Linked DNA regions of Mus musculus: all the other regions are linked to region 1. A link is a contact called in public ChIA-PET, Hi-C and HiChIP or PLAC-seq data. All regions are on one chromosome and are shown on one strand. The core of a region is the stretch at or near the end of the contact, and the rest is flanking DNA. Distances in the headings are between cores, read along the strand shown.

Region 1 (3,446 bases), core at 330-2,829:
CGCTGAGCCACACACTTGGAAGCAGGTATCATCGGCGTTTCTAACTTCCAGAGAGGGAAACTGAGGCACTGGGGACGATGCAGGTTGCTCAAGGTCCCAGAGATAGGAACTGGGACTGTAAGTTCAGGTGCTGGTAGACACTGACTTGTGTGACTCCTGGAGTCAGAAGCCACACCTGGGGACTCCCACCTCTGGATTAAGCCACCTGGGGACTCAATCCTGGCAGTCCAGAGGTATCATGGTGATAGGCTGGGTCCTATTTCTATCCCAGAGGTCTGCTATACCTTCTCCGGCTGTTGCCGGTGGTCCCAGGGTCCTAGTACTGCCCGGGTAGGAACCACAGCTTCAGAGGGCCTAGAGTCCTATGTATACTAGGGCTGGACCACACTGGAACCTGGGTGTGAGCCTTGTCGAGTCTCACTAAACCTGCTGGGGCTGGTGTTGTCTGTGAGTAACCAGCTGGTGTTCTCCCTGGCATCTGAGGGCTGTAACACACCTTCTTGGAGCCTCTGGTTCACCCATCCTAGGTGCACAGCTTAAAGACCCCTGGGGAAAAAGAACCAGCCAGGCTGTGAGCATCCTGCGAAAAGTACTCAGTCAGTTTATTAAGAGCAAGTTTTGAGGCTCAAGCCCTTGCCTGGCTGCTCTCTTGCAACAGCCACCATCTTGTATGCGTGTCACACACCACTGACTCGCTCTGGCCTCTCTCCCTCCTAGCATGCTAATTCCAGGGTGCAGGTGTCTTCCACTTTTTTTTCCCTCTAATACATTACTAATTCTTGGCCCATAGGAGACACTCGAAGGTTTGTCTGAATTAAAGTGAGAATGCATGAATGCATACGAGTCAGTGCGCACATGCATGTATGAATGTATGCTTACACTCAGGAGTGAATGTAATATATGCACATATGCATGTATGAATAGATGCAGGTATATGTCAATAATGTGGGGTGTATAGGGATTGTGCAGGTTCTGGGTGACTGGAGAGGCTGCTGTGTGCTCCTCTGGTGCCTACATCTGCTGCCCCAGCCCATCCTCCTACTGAGGTTTGGAGCCAGAGTCTGAAGCTGCACCAACGCATTAGCAGATAGGCTGTTCGTCTTAGGAGAAGTCGGCTCTGATGAAACAGCTTTGATCATGGGAGGACTCCTCTGGAGCTTTCTACCTGAGTCAGCCCAGGAAACAGGAGGAGGAGTCATGCCATGCTGGAGGGCAAAGATACCAGAAGAGGTTGGAAGAGCTCTGCACAGGGCTCCGTGAGTTGGGGCGCCTTTCCAGGAAGCCAGATGTAGCTGGAGGGGCCTTATTTACATCCCACAGTCTCTGGGCTCCGGGAGGTTTGGGCCTGGTGCAGAAGGCTTCAGGCTTAGGAATGGGACCATTGCCAAGCTGGCCTGGCTTCCTATGAATGGTGGCCCAGAACAGGGACAAGGGTGAGGAAGGGACAGGGTTCCGACACCAAGGAGGCTGGTCCTTCAGAAGTCTGAAATCAGAGGGGCAGGCAGGCTCTGTGCCTGTTGACTGACACACTCTGGGGATATCGGAAGTCACTTCTGACAGGAGGAAGGAAGCTGGGCCCCTTCTCTCAGCCTCGAGGCTGGCAACTCCCCCCCAGGGCTGGGCTGTCTGTGGTATTTTAGGGAGGCAGGTAGGTGTGTGTGTGGGAGAATATGGCTTGGCCCTGCAGGTTCTCTTGGCTTCTGACTGGACAATTTGGCTTTGTGGTTTCCTTCCTGCCTCTCTCCAGAGACTCAGCACGCCTTACTGAACATTTGACTGAGCATCTTGAGCCCTCAGGCCTTGGTTCCCCATTCTGTACCATGGGGACAATAGTTGTGCATTCTGGGGGTTGCTTTGATGATTGAGGGCTCAGAAAAAAAACATATGGCACCATGCCTGTGTCTTGTGAACACCACGGAAGTAGAAATTCACTTCCTGTTTAACGTCATTGTGGAGGATTGTCTGGAAAGGGGCTGGCAGTAGAACCAGGCAGCAAAGCCTTGACTGAACCTGAATGCTGACTCCCTGTGTTGTCTGGTGACTGTAACTCCTTGACTCCACCTTAGCCATCTGACTGTACGGTCAGTGTGGGTGGTCCAGGCACCTGCTCCTAGCCACGGTCCTGGGGTATTTCCATCAGATCAGCTCTGGTGTCTCTGTTACACCCGAGGAACTGCTGGTTGGGTATTCTTCTCCGGGAGTGGGCTCTGCAGGAATGCCAGACACATCTGGCATCTGCTCACGAGGCCTGACTCATGCACATCTGGTATCTCACTGACAGAAAATGACTGATAGACATTAGCTGGAATAACATCCTGGCTGGACAGTTGAAGAAAGGGGCAACATCGCGATGAGCTATCAGTACAGTCAACACACTGTAAAGCAGGCGGTGGATTTCAGGATGCTAGAACTGTAGGCTATTGTGTGTGTGTGTGTGTGTGGTGTGTGTGTGTGTGTGTGTGTGTGTGTGTGTGTGTGTGTGTACTTGTGGAGGTCGATCTTGGGTATTAGGTATCATTCCTTAGACGCTGTCCATCACTCTCCTTCAACAACAATAACAACAACTACTACAACAGTGTTTCTTATTGGCCTGAAACCTACGCTGGGATAACAGACACACATCACAATGCTCAGTGTTTGTTTGTTTGTTTGTTTTTTGCTCCCCCCTATCCGTTCTAGGGATGGAAGCCAGGACCTCAGGCCTGTGCAGCAAGCACTGTACTGGTTGATCTATCTCTGATGCCTCCTGGTCTATCAACACCCCATCTCCCTCATTAATACAAGTTACCCACGTACCATTCCTGGTGGGGAAGAGGCTAGAATTGGGCCAGCCCAGCAGATACCACCGCAAAGTATTCCTCCCTTTCCCACCTGCTAGGCACCTTCTACCCCTTCCACAAGTCACCCACAAACCCAAAAGTCCAAGAAGCCACCCCCAGCATCAGGCCTCACTGTCTCTAGCTGCCCAGCCTTCAACAGTTACAACATTGTGAATGAATACAGCCTGTGCCTTCCCTGCCTGCAGGGCTGCTGGCCCAGGTCTAAATGTCTTGTGTGTCTCAAGCACTTGGTGCTGAATCCTTGCAGGACTCAGAGAAGGAGGGTTAGCATTGTGCCAACACATTAGTGCCTCTCTCCTGCTAAGTCTTTTTCAAGAGAGATGGCCATTTGTCATCCACACGGCAGTGTAACGGGAAGGCCACAGGGAGGCGCCACTGAGACCAGTATCGCTGAATTCACTAGCTGAGGAATGTAAGCGACTGCATTGATTTTTAGGTCACAGCTGAGGATACACAGCGGTGCACAACAGCCACACAGACAACCTGGAGCCCAGAGATGAGTAAGACACCCACAAGCTGAGGACATCAGAGGTGTAAATACCGTGTAACTGGTAGATTTTTGAGCTACTGCGTATGTGGGGGTGGAGGGGGTTGTTGCTCATAACC
Region 2 (3,446 bases), core at 340-2,839, 360 kb before region 1:
GCAAATGGGTTCTTAAAGACTGTACTTGAAAGACATGCTAAGAGATCACCTGGTTAGACCTGGGTAAACGACAGCAACACTAAATTCCTTGCCAGTAAGATAACAAGTAGCTATGAACTCATAAAAGTTCTTAAAGTACAAGAAGAGACTAAGAACCAGTGGCCCTCTGTGCATAACATACTCCCCCTCCCAACAAACTGCATTTCTTGTAGTTTTCCTACTACTTTTTAAAGTTAGTAAACAACATTATGAGTTTCACCATGGCATTTTCATACATACATGGTTTTTATATTGTGTCCTCACCCACGTCCTGTTTCCACTCCTTTCCCCAGTCCTGAGCATCTAAAAAACTGATTATGTCTAAATAACTGATCATTCATTCCACTTAAAGCTGAAACCCAGTATACCTTCATTCCAACTTTGGTTAGATTAAACTAAAGTAGGGACCTCAGCGCACAATGGGGGGGGGGGGGGGGAGGAGAAGGGGTGGTTACTATCCTTCCATCTAGATTTTTCTTTATGCTGACTAAGACCAATATCTTAAGATCTGCCCAGCACCCTGAACATAGTTCAACTAGATGTAAAGGCAAAACACAGTTACATAGGAATCTGTACATGGTCTAGTATCTCTGTAAAATAATTCATAATGCAGCTGTACTTTATTTTTAAAGGCATTCCTACTTTTGGGAAAGGTATGCATTTAAAAATTTCTTGGGCAACTCGCCCCAATATATCTTCTATCACACAGAAAAAACAAACAAACAAACAAACAAACAAATCAACCTCCAGAGTGTCTCTAATTAGTTTGGGTTGTCCATTTATGCTGAAACAAACTATGAGGCTTTTGGGGTTGGAAGTGATTTTAAACATAAACTTGGACTTGACGTCATGAGGCAACTGCGAAGCAGATCTGATTTTTTAAAAAGTTAAAATAGATTTAAAAACCTTTTCAGCTATTTAAAAATCAATAAAGGGCCGAGAAGGAATAAGATATTCCTATGTTGGTTGATTTTTTTTTTAAGGCCAGAAAGAGCTGTTTTTAGCTGTCTCTGTGGTTCTAAGAACGTGAATCCAAACTTCAAAAGTTGGCTTGAGAAGCAAAGAAAAACAGGAAACCGAAACGGGAACCCAGACTCTTCTAGAACTGAAGGCTGAGCATCTGGGGCAAACCCTGGGACGGGATGGACAACCCGGGAGGATGGCCTCGCGCGGGGCTCCCCAGCGATGGCACCGCTGGCCCGTCACCGATTCCGGGAGGGACGCAGGGTGCGAGTGCACGGCCAGACGCGACCACACGGTCACGCAGAGCGCCCCAGTCCCACCCAGCGGGAGGGTCCCGAGAGGGCGGCTGCGCAGCGCGGCGCCGCACCGCGCCGCCCTCCGTCCGCAGCGCCGCCCGGCCCGCCTCGCCCGATGCCGGGGCTTACTCTGAGAGCCGTCGTCCACGCGGTCGAAGTCCCAGTCGGGCGACAGAGTGTCCACGGCCATCGCCGCGGAACCTCCCACAGACACAGCCCCGAGCAGCCACAGCCGCGACGCGGGCCTCACCCCAGCCGCTGTCACGGCACGTGACTTCCGGCTTCGGCCCCGCCCCCGCACGCCAGAGCCAGTGGACTCTCGGCCCTGCGGACCGCGGGAGCCGCTGGGAAAGCGAGTCGACCGCCTGCTCCCGGCGCGGCCGCCATAGTGATGGCTGCCGTTGGCATCCTGCATCCTTTCCTGGTCTCGCTGCCGTTCACGACTGTTCTCAGGGCACATTCCGTTCCTCGAGGCTCTTTTTTTTTTATATCCTAGGGGATTACTCCCTCAGTCTAACCTGGAAAGAATGGAAATAACCGGGTGGGGCCCAACGCAAGACCCGGTCCTTCACCTGGACACTGCCCGAGCCCTTGGACCAAGATGCCTGTCTCACCAGCTCCCTTTCTGTCTTTACCCTCGCGATTCCTTGATCCCCTTGCACTTCCTGTGCAGATTATTTGTTGAGAAAAGACCTGTGTGTGTAAAAAAGTAATGACTTTAAGAACGCCACCAAGCAATCTCACTACTGGGTTTGCTTTACATAGATCACTATTCTTTCTTTCCTTGCTTTTAAGAAGGTGGGGTGGGAACTGTGTTACCCTGAGTTCTACATCTATCCTAACGTTTACACAAAACGCTTTCTATCAGGGCAGTTTTTAGTATGTACTTCTACGAAGCAGTCTAAATAGCATCAAAAAAAAAATCATAATGTAAAATTTAAGACATCCATACTCTGAACTCCTAGAAAGCTACAAAATGAAATAGGTCTCAAATGGCATTAAAGAAAAAAAAGAAAAAAAAAAAAAGGAGAGGAGTCGATTTTAGAACAATGCATATTTGCTGTAACATCTACAATCGACGTAAACGTTTATTTATGCTCATGTGTTTGCAAATGCATAGGAAGAATTCAAATCTCATTAAAGAAGACTGGATTACTTGAAAACGGGTAGGTGCTCATTAATACAAAGTGGCTCTTAAATTTTTCTTGTGTCTATTAGCTGAGTCTTTTTCAAGCAGAGTTTTAAAGTTATTTGCATTATATAAAGTACCACAAATCAATATAGAATGTTCTCTTGAAGAGCATGTTCTGAGATGCTAAGGTTTGGGCTTGGTTTTATTTTGAGACAAGATCTCATTATCGTAGCTGAGAGTCCCTGCTGCTCCTGGGCCTGTGACAAGGCTATGGAGGGAAACCTCTACAGATCTGAGCCACAAATGAACATCTTTACTTTGTAAAGTGCTTTCCTAAGTGCTGGGAATACAGGCATGTGTCACCATGCCTGGCATTGCAAAGAAATTAGAAAATGCTTTTTTTTTCTAACAAAAGTGTTTGTTACAGTGACAGCTGACAAACACATGTGGACTTAGTGTGTCTCTGGCTTCAGGGTGGCCTATTGGAATTTTCAGTTTCTGTAGCATGCAGTTCTGGCAGCCTTCTTTAGGTTCCATATGGTAGCTGTTGGCAGCTTCGGGCCCACATTATCACAAGACTAAATCTAGCCCACGAGAGAAAAAGAGCACGCTGAACTGATAACTCGAACAAAAGTCCCAGAATCAAGTCTTGCCAGCAGTGATTAGCCTTTCTTTACTTGAGCACACTTTCCAGCCAATCTCAGAAACCCAAATATCAGGAGGGGTGGACCCATTGGCTTAGTGTAGGTCACGTGCTCCACGGATGCCCTGAGCTAAGAAGAAGCAACTCTCTAGAGATCACTTAGCCTGGAAGTGGAGGAGACAACGATACAGAAGCCAATGGCTGTCATCATAAAAGTGGCTTTATGTAGCAGAGGGAACAGCCATGATGGTGATTGCATCACTGATCCACTTGGTCATTAGCAAGCATCTCACAGTGACATCCTCCCAGGCTTTTGAGTTAGAAATTAATTATTATGGCAGGGTTTTTTTTAAAGTTTATTTCAAAATTCCTT
Region 3 (3,446 bases), core at 344-2,843, 300 kb after region 1:
GCAAGTAGAAACCATGGACAGTTGAGAGAGACACCAACTTCCGAAAAGGTAAAAAAGAATAAAAACATAAGACAGTAGAAAGACAATAGAGGCAGGAAGTGACTGTCACTGGCATGGCTGTGACACGGGCCGGGATCTAATAGCTCTACTAGACTGGACTCAGTTTCCTCAGTCACAGAATGGGCAGAACAAGCAGATAGCAATTATCAGTGGTCACAGAGGCGCCCCCTCAGCACAGATTAAACGAGATTCTCAACAGTGCGGGAGCAAGTGTTCCAGACCAGAGCTGCTGTGAACCGTATCTGCACTGCTGATCTCTTACAGGCTGGTGTTCACTGACCCGAGCAGGGAGCAGGAAGTACTTCCATGTGTGTGAGTGTGATTTACACGTAGACCACTGAGCTCTGTTTAAAACCAAGGACACTCGGTCACTGTGAAGTCAGATGATACTTGGCTACATCATGCTTTAATAAAGCTATGTCCAAAGAGATAGAGAGAGTGATACGCCATTGATCCTTATGTCAGTGCACAGTTCACGAGGGGTTACCCTGATCGATTCATTCACCGAACATCTGCCTCAGTGATAACTTTACACCTAAGGCAGTGTCCTGAAACCTTCTGGGTTCTAAAAAAAATCTTTCTCATCTAAAACAATTTTTAAACAAAGTATGTCATTACAGACAAACCCTGAGATTGTTTTAATAATCTAACCAAGTTCTTTGTGTGTTTGATGTAAGGCTTTGGCTTTATTCATATTTTCCCTGAAGGGATTTTTAAGGTCAATATGCTGAATACATTGAAAAAATTCAGTTTCTGGTACAATATTGAATGAGAATATGGGGCTGGAGAGATGGCTCAGAGGTTAAGAGTACTGACTGCTTCCAAAGGTCCTGAGTTCAAATCCTAGCAACCACATGGTGGCTCACAACCACCCAAATGAAATCTGACGCCCTCTTCTGGTGCATCTTTGGGCTGGAGCAAGCAGGGACTGAGCAAGCGGGCAGACCAGAGCGAACAGAGGTCCTAAATTCAATTCCCAACAGCCACGTGAAGGCTCACAACCATCTGTACAGCTACAGTGCACTCATATACATTAAATAAATAAATAAATAAATAAATAAATAAATAAATAAATAAATAAATCTTGAAAGAAAGAAAGAGAGAGAGAGAAGGAGGGAGGGAGGGAGGGAGGGAAGGAGGGAGGGAGGGAGGGAGGGAGGGAAGGAAGGAAGAAAGAAAGAGAGAGAGAGAGAGAGAGAGAGAGAGAGAGAGAGAGAGCGAAAGAAAGAAAGAAAGAAGAAAGAGTATGTGTGTATGGACACGTGTTCTGGAATATAATATAAAATGTATTTCTTACTGTGTGGCAACAGTCAAGTAAGTTTGAAAACTGCTAAGGTAGTCCATCTCTCTCACTATGGGTCTGGAATACCTGGGAGGCAGGAGTTTGCCCTCGGGCTTGGTCACTAGTGTAGCAGTGGGTACATCTCAATCTGGAGCCCAGCCAAGTCTGAGCTCTTCCCACCAGCGCAGAGGATCAAAGCAGAGCATCCGGGGTTGGGTTTGCTTGTGGTTTTTTAAAAGGTAGCTGAGGACTTCATGACTCTCCACTCATCAACACAGAGAAGCTTCAAGTGTCCCCTGACTTCCTTTACCTACGTGTGTTCTGCCTGCCTGCAGCGGGGCCCCGGACCAGGAAAGATGAACAGGCAAGGCAGCAGGCAGGAGAGCCCAGACCCTTGCCTAAGATGCTGCCCCTGGTGCTGTGGACACCAATGGCTGGAATCCTAACATTCATGGTCAAAAGCTACACATCTCCACAAAGACCCGTCGCCGCACTTACATCGTCTTTAAGGTTGCAGATTATTTTTGCATAACATTTGTTGTTATCCCGGGATGGGACTGTCCATTCCAATGGCCAAAAGAAACTATGGTAAACCTGGAAGACACAAGCACAGGTCAGACTTGTTTCCTTATGTGGGATGTTGCCCAGCAGTAGGTGTGGAGGTACTTCAATAATTAGCGCTGCTGATAAAGTTCACAGAATAAACTGACTTCATCAAAAGACAAATAACTTGGAACTTTGTTGTCAAGACCCCTTTGACTAATCTTAGTTCAACATGATTAGTAAACCTTAAGTAATATAACAAAATGACCAAGAAAATCAAGAAAGAAGCCACAAAATTACTGTCTTACATAAGACAACAAGCGGGCGGTGGTGGTGCACGCCTTTAACTCCAGCACTTGGGATTAAAGCGGAAGCAGGTGGATCTGAGTTTGAGGCCAGCCTGGTCTACACAGGGAGTTCTAAGATAGCCAGAGCGACAGAATAGACATATTAATGTTTCAGAACAAGAAAAAGAAAAGAAACAAAAAATACAAAGTGACCTCCTGGTTAGTGTAGGTCAGTGTTTCTCACCCTGTGGGTTGCCTTTGGGGGCTGACTCTTAGATGTCCTCTATATCAGACAGTTACATTATGATTTCTAACAGTAGCAAAATTACAGTTATGAAGTAAAACTGAAATAATTTTATGGGGGTGGGGGAGTCACGACAACATGACGAACTGAACTGAAGGGTCATAGCTTTAGGAAGGCTGAGAGTCACTGGCTCAGAGGAATGAGAGCTGTACATAGCAGGGGCAGCTCTAACAACCAGCTAGCTGGTGCTTCTTCCTGCTTCCAGAAAGTTCCTCCAGGAACCTTACCAGACAGCACAGGAGGAGGGAGAGAGGTGCAGGGGAGCCAGAAGACAGGGGCTCTGTTTGATGTGTCTTGGGCATGACAAGCAAGACTATTTCCTCCTCTGGGGACCCACATCAGTGCTCTGATACAAAAGTCTAACGCATGTAAAATTACTTAGGGAAAGACCAAGGAAAGCCTTCCAAATGGCTACACTACAGACAGCATCTGTGAGTAGTTGATTCCTGCTTCTTTAATTGGGTTTTTCAAAATGTCTCACTTTTGTAAGGAAAGTAGCAAAGCAAAGTAAGAAAATTCAGTCTTTCTGTATGAACACGACTTGCTTACTAATAACCTTAAGATAAAAATACTTACCAAAAAAACTTGGAGAGGTAACATTTGTGCAGGTCTGTTTGTCCCACAAGGATATCAAAGAAGACTACTATTATATGTATAACATAATATAGGGCACTATTACCACTCTCTGCCTTATTCCCCTGAACCTGGAGCACACCACTCTTTGGTGACACTAGCAGCCAGCAAAGGGCCAGCACTCTCCCTGTGCGTACTCCCTGCCCGTCTCTCCCACGGATACACCCAGACCCCACGTTCTATGTGAGTGCTGGGGGGATCTGAGCTCAAGTCCTCCTACCTGCACTGAAGCGCTCTTACATCATCCAGCTGCTAAATACTTCTGATAGACAATCTAGCCTCAGTGATTACAGAAGTGGACAGTGGATTATAGCCATAACCACAGACCAGAGACAAT
Region 4 (3,446 bases), core at 443-2,942, 260 kb after region 1:
CACACACACACACACACACACACAGACACACGTGAAACAAAGTGTTGTCAAGAAAAAACTTTTTTATTTGCACCATGATATAGGCATTTAAGCAGCTTTGGCCTTGGGGTTCCAGATGCTCAACTCATATCAACTGTTGGGGTTGGGGTAAGATTATTGAGTAACAATAGAGATCTGTGTCCAACCCAGCTCTGGTATTCTGGCCAGGCTCCCTTCCTCTCAGGGACATAGTTATTCCTATGTCAGATGATGGGTTCACACTGGTGTGCACAGTGGTGTGTGGAGGGCCATAGGAACATCTTTGATGCTCACGATAACTAGAGATGGTGGCATTTGGGGACACTGGCAGGGACAGTGTCTTACACAGCTCAGGCAGCCTTGCACAACAAGCTGTCCACCTTTGTGACTCAGACATCCCAGTGCCTATTCTTGTGACCTTCCAAAGCCACTGTGCTTTCAACTCTGCCCATCCTTGGCCAAGTACTGCTCTCAAGTCATGAGCTGGTTTGGACAGGGAAGGAGTCTGTGCAAAAGATTAAAATAAAAATATTACAGGCACAGTGGTACGTATCTTTATTCCCAGCACTCAGGGGGCAGGCAGATCCCTAAGAGTGCAAACCCAACCTAGTATACAAAGCAAGTTCTAGGTCAATTGGGGCTACACAGTGAGGTTCCCCTGCCCCTCGTACACACACACTTCCAACAGTTCTTGAATAGGTACCACATACCAGGTAGTAGGCTGATTTGGGGCATATACCGTATATAGACAGCATGGGACTCAAGGCCTAGTATATTAAAGTCTGTGTTTCTAGAACAGAAAAACATTAATATTTCACTATCTTGAAGTTTAAAGCTCTCTGCAGGGGCTGGAGAGATGGCTTAGTGGTTAAAGTTACAGGTTGTCTTTTTAGAGGAATGAATTCAATTCCCAGCACCTACATGGCGGTTCACAACAATGTGTAACTCAAGCTTCAAAGGGATATGGCACTCTCTTCTGACTTCTGTGCACAGTGCACACATGTGGTGCACAGACCTGTAGATGTAACACACCACACACACACACATACACACACACACACTGCTTGTACCAATAGGAACAACTGGGTACCAGGCTCTAAGCCACCGCTCAAGACCTAGACAAGGACTATGACCAAGAGTCCTGATCATAGAGGACTAGTAATGCAAGTTTGCATCCTGCATGGTAAGGAGCTAGCCTGGAGATGGCACTGCACATACATGATGTCATGTCAAGAAGCCCATGTGCCACCATTTCTACCTAATACCTATTCTACTAGGAGCTGGCTTGTTGTGGCTGCCAATTGTCTTTAGAGACAGGGTCTCAATAGGTAGCCCAGGCTGGCTTCAAACTCACCGTCCTGCCACTTCTGCGGGAGTAATAGGTGCACAGCAACCTGTCTGGCTACTTGACATTTTTATTTAGCCTATTTTTATTCAGTAAGCCAGTCTTTGTCTTAAGTAATCTCTACATTCTAGGAGCTGGAGGTGGGTTTCTGGGGTTTTATACCGTTGTTATTTCAAAACTTTGTCTGTTGAAATCCTAACTCCCACTCTGATGGTGAGAGACACTAGGTTACAGCTTTGGGAGGAAACTGGACCATGACTATCTCAGGAATGAGGTCAGTTCCTGTATTTGCCTCTTTTCTCGTCCTTGTGACTTAATGCTCAACGGAAGCAACTGGTGGGAGGGAAGACACTTCACTTCACAGTTTCAAACAGTGTGCCATCATCATGGAGTAGAAGGCTGGGCAGCTGCTATTTGAATCCAGACTGAAAGAACCATTCATTGACCATGTGGATCCTTCACTTCCTTTAAACTTACTCATTTCCCCCACTAAGTTGTCTCCTACAGCACAAGAGAGTAAAGCTTTGGGATGGACTCATTTACACCAAATATGGGCTTACATTCTACAGAGACCAGAACTACTAACCATATGGGCCTCTTTTCAAAGCTATTCTCTAGATTTTTCTGATCCATATGACAGTGTGACTGATGGTAGTGACATAGTTCAGGTCCCTGTTCTTGGTGTCAGAGTGTTACACACAACTCCTTCACTGTTCTGCTCTTAGCCATTCTAGTTATAATTTGCTTGCACATAGGATACTACTGCATCAAACGACAACCAGATGTATCTACAACACCTCAAATCAAAACCACTCTGTGCATCTAATTAATTAAACATGGGGAGATGTCAGAACACGATCCAGGAATGGAGTTGTGTGAGGAGGTTTCTGGGCGCTTGTGAGAACACTCCAAGAGACCAAGTCCTGAGTCTTATGACCTTAGTTTCTTCAAAAACACAAAACTGTTCTTGGAATGTGCCTGTGTGCCCCTCCCACGTGTAGCAGATAAGAGTGAGTCTATTTCCGATTACTCGTTACAGCTGGCTAATGTGATTTGTTTATGTGCCTCTATGGAAAAACATGGTTTTGCCACATGTAGCTTGTGTGTAGCTTGCCCACCCTGAGTGGCTTGCCCCTGTGATTGTGAACTTTGTTCACATGACTCCTCTTAACACGCACAGTATAAACTGACTGGATACGGTCGGCTATTGCATGTGACTTTAGTCTGCCTCATTCACTGGCTCCACTCTGTACTCCCAGGTCCCACCACCTTTACAGCAGCAAACATTCTACTTTGATTTTTTTGTTGCCATGTTAAACAACATGAAAAAAAAAAAAAAAAAGAAGAAGCTTCAGGAGGAAAGGCCTTGCTTCATCTTACAGTTTACATCAAAAGGGCAGGCCAGGTAGGAGTACAAGGCAGGAACTTAACACAAAAACCACAGGGATGCTGAACCAGCCCAGGGTCACATTCAGCTTGTTTTCTTATGTGGCTCAAGCCAGCTGGGACCCTCCACAATGGCCGAGCCATCCTACACCAATTAGCAACCAAGAAAATGACCCACTGGGTGGTGGTGGCACATGCCTTTAATCCCAGCACTCTGGAGGCAGAGGCAGGCAGTCTCTGAGTTCAGGGCCAGCCTGGTCTACAGAGTGAGTTCCAGGACAGCCAGGGCTATATAGAGAAACCCTGTCTTGAAGAAAACAAAGGAGGAGGAGGAGGAGGAGGAAGAAGAGGAAGAGGTCAAGACTTTGTTAACAACCAAGATTAGCCGGCACACTGCCCCTAGATTCTCTCCATCAGCTGACAAGTGAGGAACAAAACAGCTAGCACATCCCATTACTCACAGTCTATTCATGTGACACCATCTGAGAGTGGCAGTGCTGAGGTGTGCCACTGGTCTAGAGGTCAGGAAAGCAAGAACTGAGATTGTCTATCACCCCGAAGGAATTCCTCCTGGGTGAAATGGAGGAGGCTGGTGGTCTCCTGCCTCAGTGATGCACGTGTTACTAGACAGAGGTGGGATCCAAACCCAGGTCAGCCCAGCATGGCAGCCGCCTGTTTACCCCTGCTGTAAGGTTTC

What was found. A called contact is a pair of places that touch in the nucleus more often than the background predicts. ChIA-PET counts read pairs in DNA pulled down with a chosen protein or histone mark. HiChIP or PLAC-seq counts read pairs in DNA pulled down with a chosen protein or histone mark.
Region 2: an H3K4me3 HiChIP or PLAC-seq map of bone marrow-derived macrophages shows a contact between it and region 1, with 4 times the contacts expected there. The contact joins the promoter of Washc4 here to the enhancer-like site in region 1. A contact is called at or near these places in 11 of 39 promoter capture datasets (the 3T3-L1 cell line, 3T3-L1-derived adipocytes, the C10 cell line and 5 more), 3 of 115 datasets of contacts at active chromatin or transcription factors (bone marrow-derived macrophages, embryonic stem cells and memory CD8 T cells) and 3 of 9 other capture datasets (embryonic stem cells, liver and macrophages).
Region 3: an RNA polymerase II ChIA-PET map of memory CD8 T cells shows a contact between it and region 1, with 66 read pairs. The contact joins two enhancer-like sites. A contact is called at or near these places in 4 of 115 datasets of contacts at active chromatin or transcription factors (cardiomyocytes, embryonic stem cells, fetal liver and 1 more) and 1 of 9 other capture datasets (liver).
Region 4: a contact with region 1 is called in a Hi-C map of bone marrow-derived macrophages, with 3 times the contacts expected there. The contact joins two enhancer-like sites. A contact is called at or near these places in 2 of 39 promoter capture datasets (the C10 cell line and liver), 5 of 15 datasets of contacts at CTCF or cohesin (the NIH/3T3 cell line, embryonic stem cells, large pre-B cells and 1 more), 122 of 484 Hi-C or Micro-C datasets (the 63-12 cell line, the AtT-20 cell line, B cells and 73 more) and 13 of 115 datasets of contacts at active chromatin or transcription factors (the HPC-7 cell line, PVALB interneurons, astrocytes and 9 more).

Annotation. Positions count from the first base shown.
Region 1 is chr10:83,182,559-83,186,004 of GRCm38.p6, reverse strand. The region is part of intron 2 of Chst11 (carbohydrate sulfotransferase 11); the gene reads right to left. Among named protein-coding and RNA genes, the nearest start is that of Slc41a2, 150 kb to the left of the region's middle. Within about 2 kb of position 1,579, at least 150 of the 459 cell types and tissues checked have an H3K27ac peak or open chromatin away from gene starts, as enhancers often do. A contact at or near this core is called in 3T3-L1-derived adipocytes, the 63-12 cell line, the Ba/F3 cell line and 3 more, where this site is marked.
Region 2 is chr10:83,542,084-83,545,529 of GRCm38.p6, reverse strand. Washc4 (WASH complex subunit 4) reads right to left here and starts at 1,589. Exons shown (of 33, transcript NM_001033375.2): 1 at 1,428-1,589. The coding sequence starts at 1,488.
Region 3 is chr10:82,885,663-82,889,108 of GRCm38.p6, reverse strand. It overlaps Txnrd1 (thioredoxin reductase 1), which reads right to left. Exons shown (of 15, transcript NM_001042513.1): 13 at 1,841-1,936. Among named protein-coding and RNA genes, the nearest start is that of Eid3, 21 kb to the right of the region's middle. Within about 2 kb of position 1,593, at least 30 of the 459 cell types and tissues checked have an H3K27ac peak or open chromatin away from gene starts, as enhancers often do. A contact at or near this core is called in memory CD8 T cells, where this site is marked.
Region 4 is chr10:82,921,932-82,925,377 of GRCm38.p6, reverse strand. No RefSeq gene overlaps it. Among named protein-coding and RNA genes, the nearest start is that of Gm33781, 11 kb to the left of the region's middle. Within about 2 kb of position 1,692, at least 24 of the 459 cell types and tissues checked have an H3K27ac peak or open chromatin away from gene starts, as enhancers often do. A contact at or near this core is called in the 63-12 cell line, the Ba/F3 cell line, the HPC-7 cell line and 1 more, where this site is marked.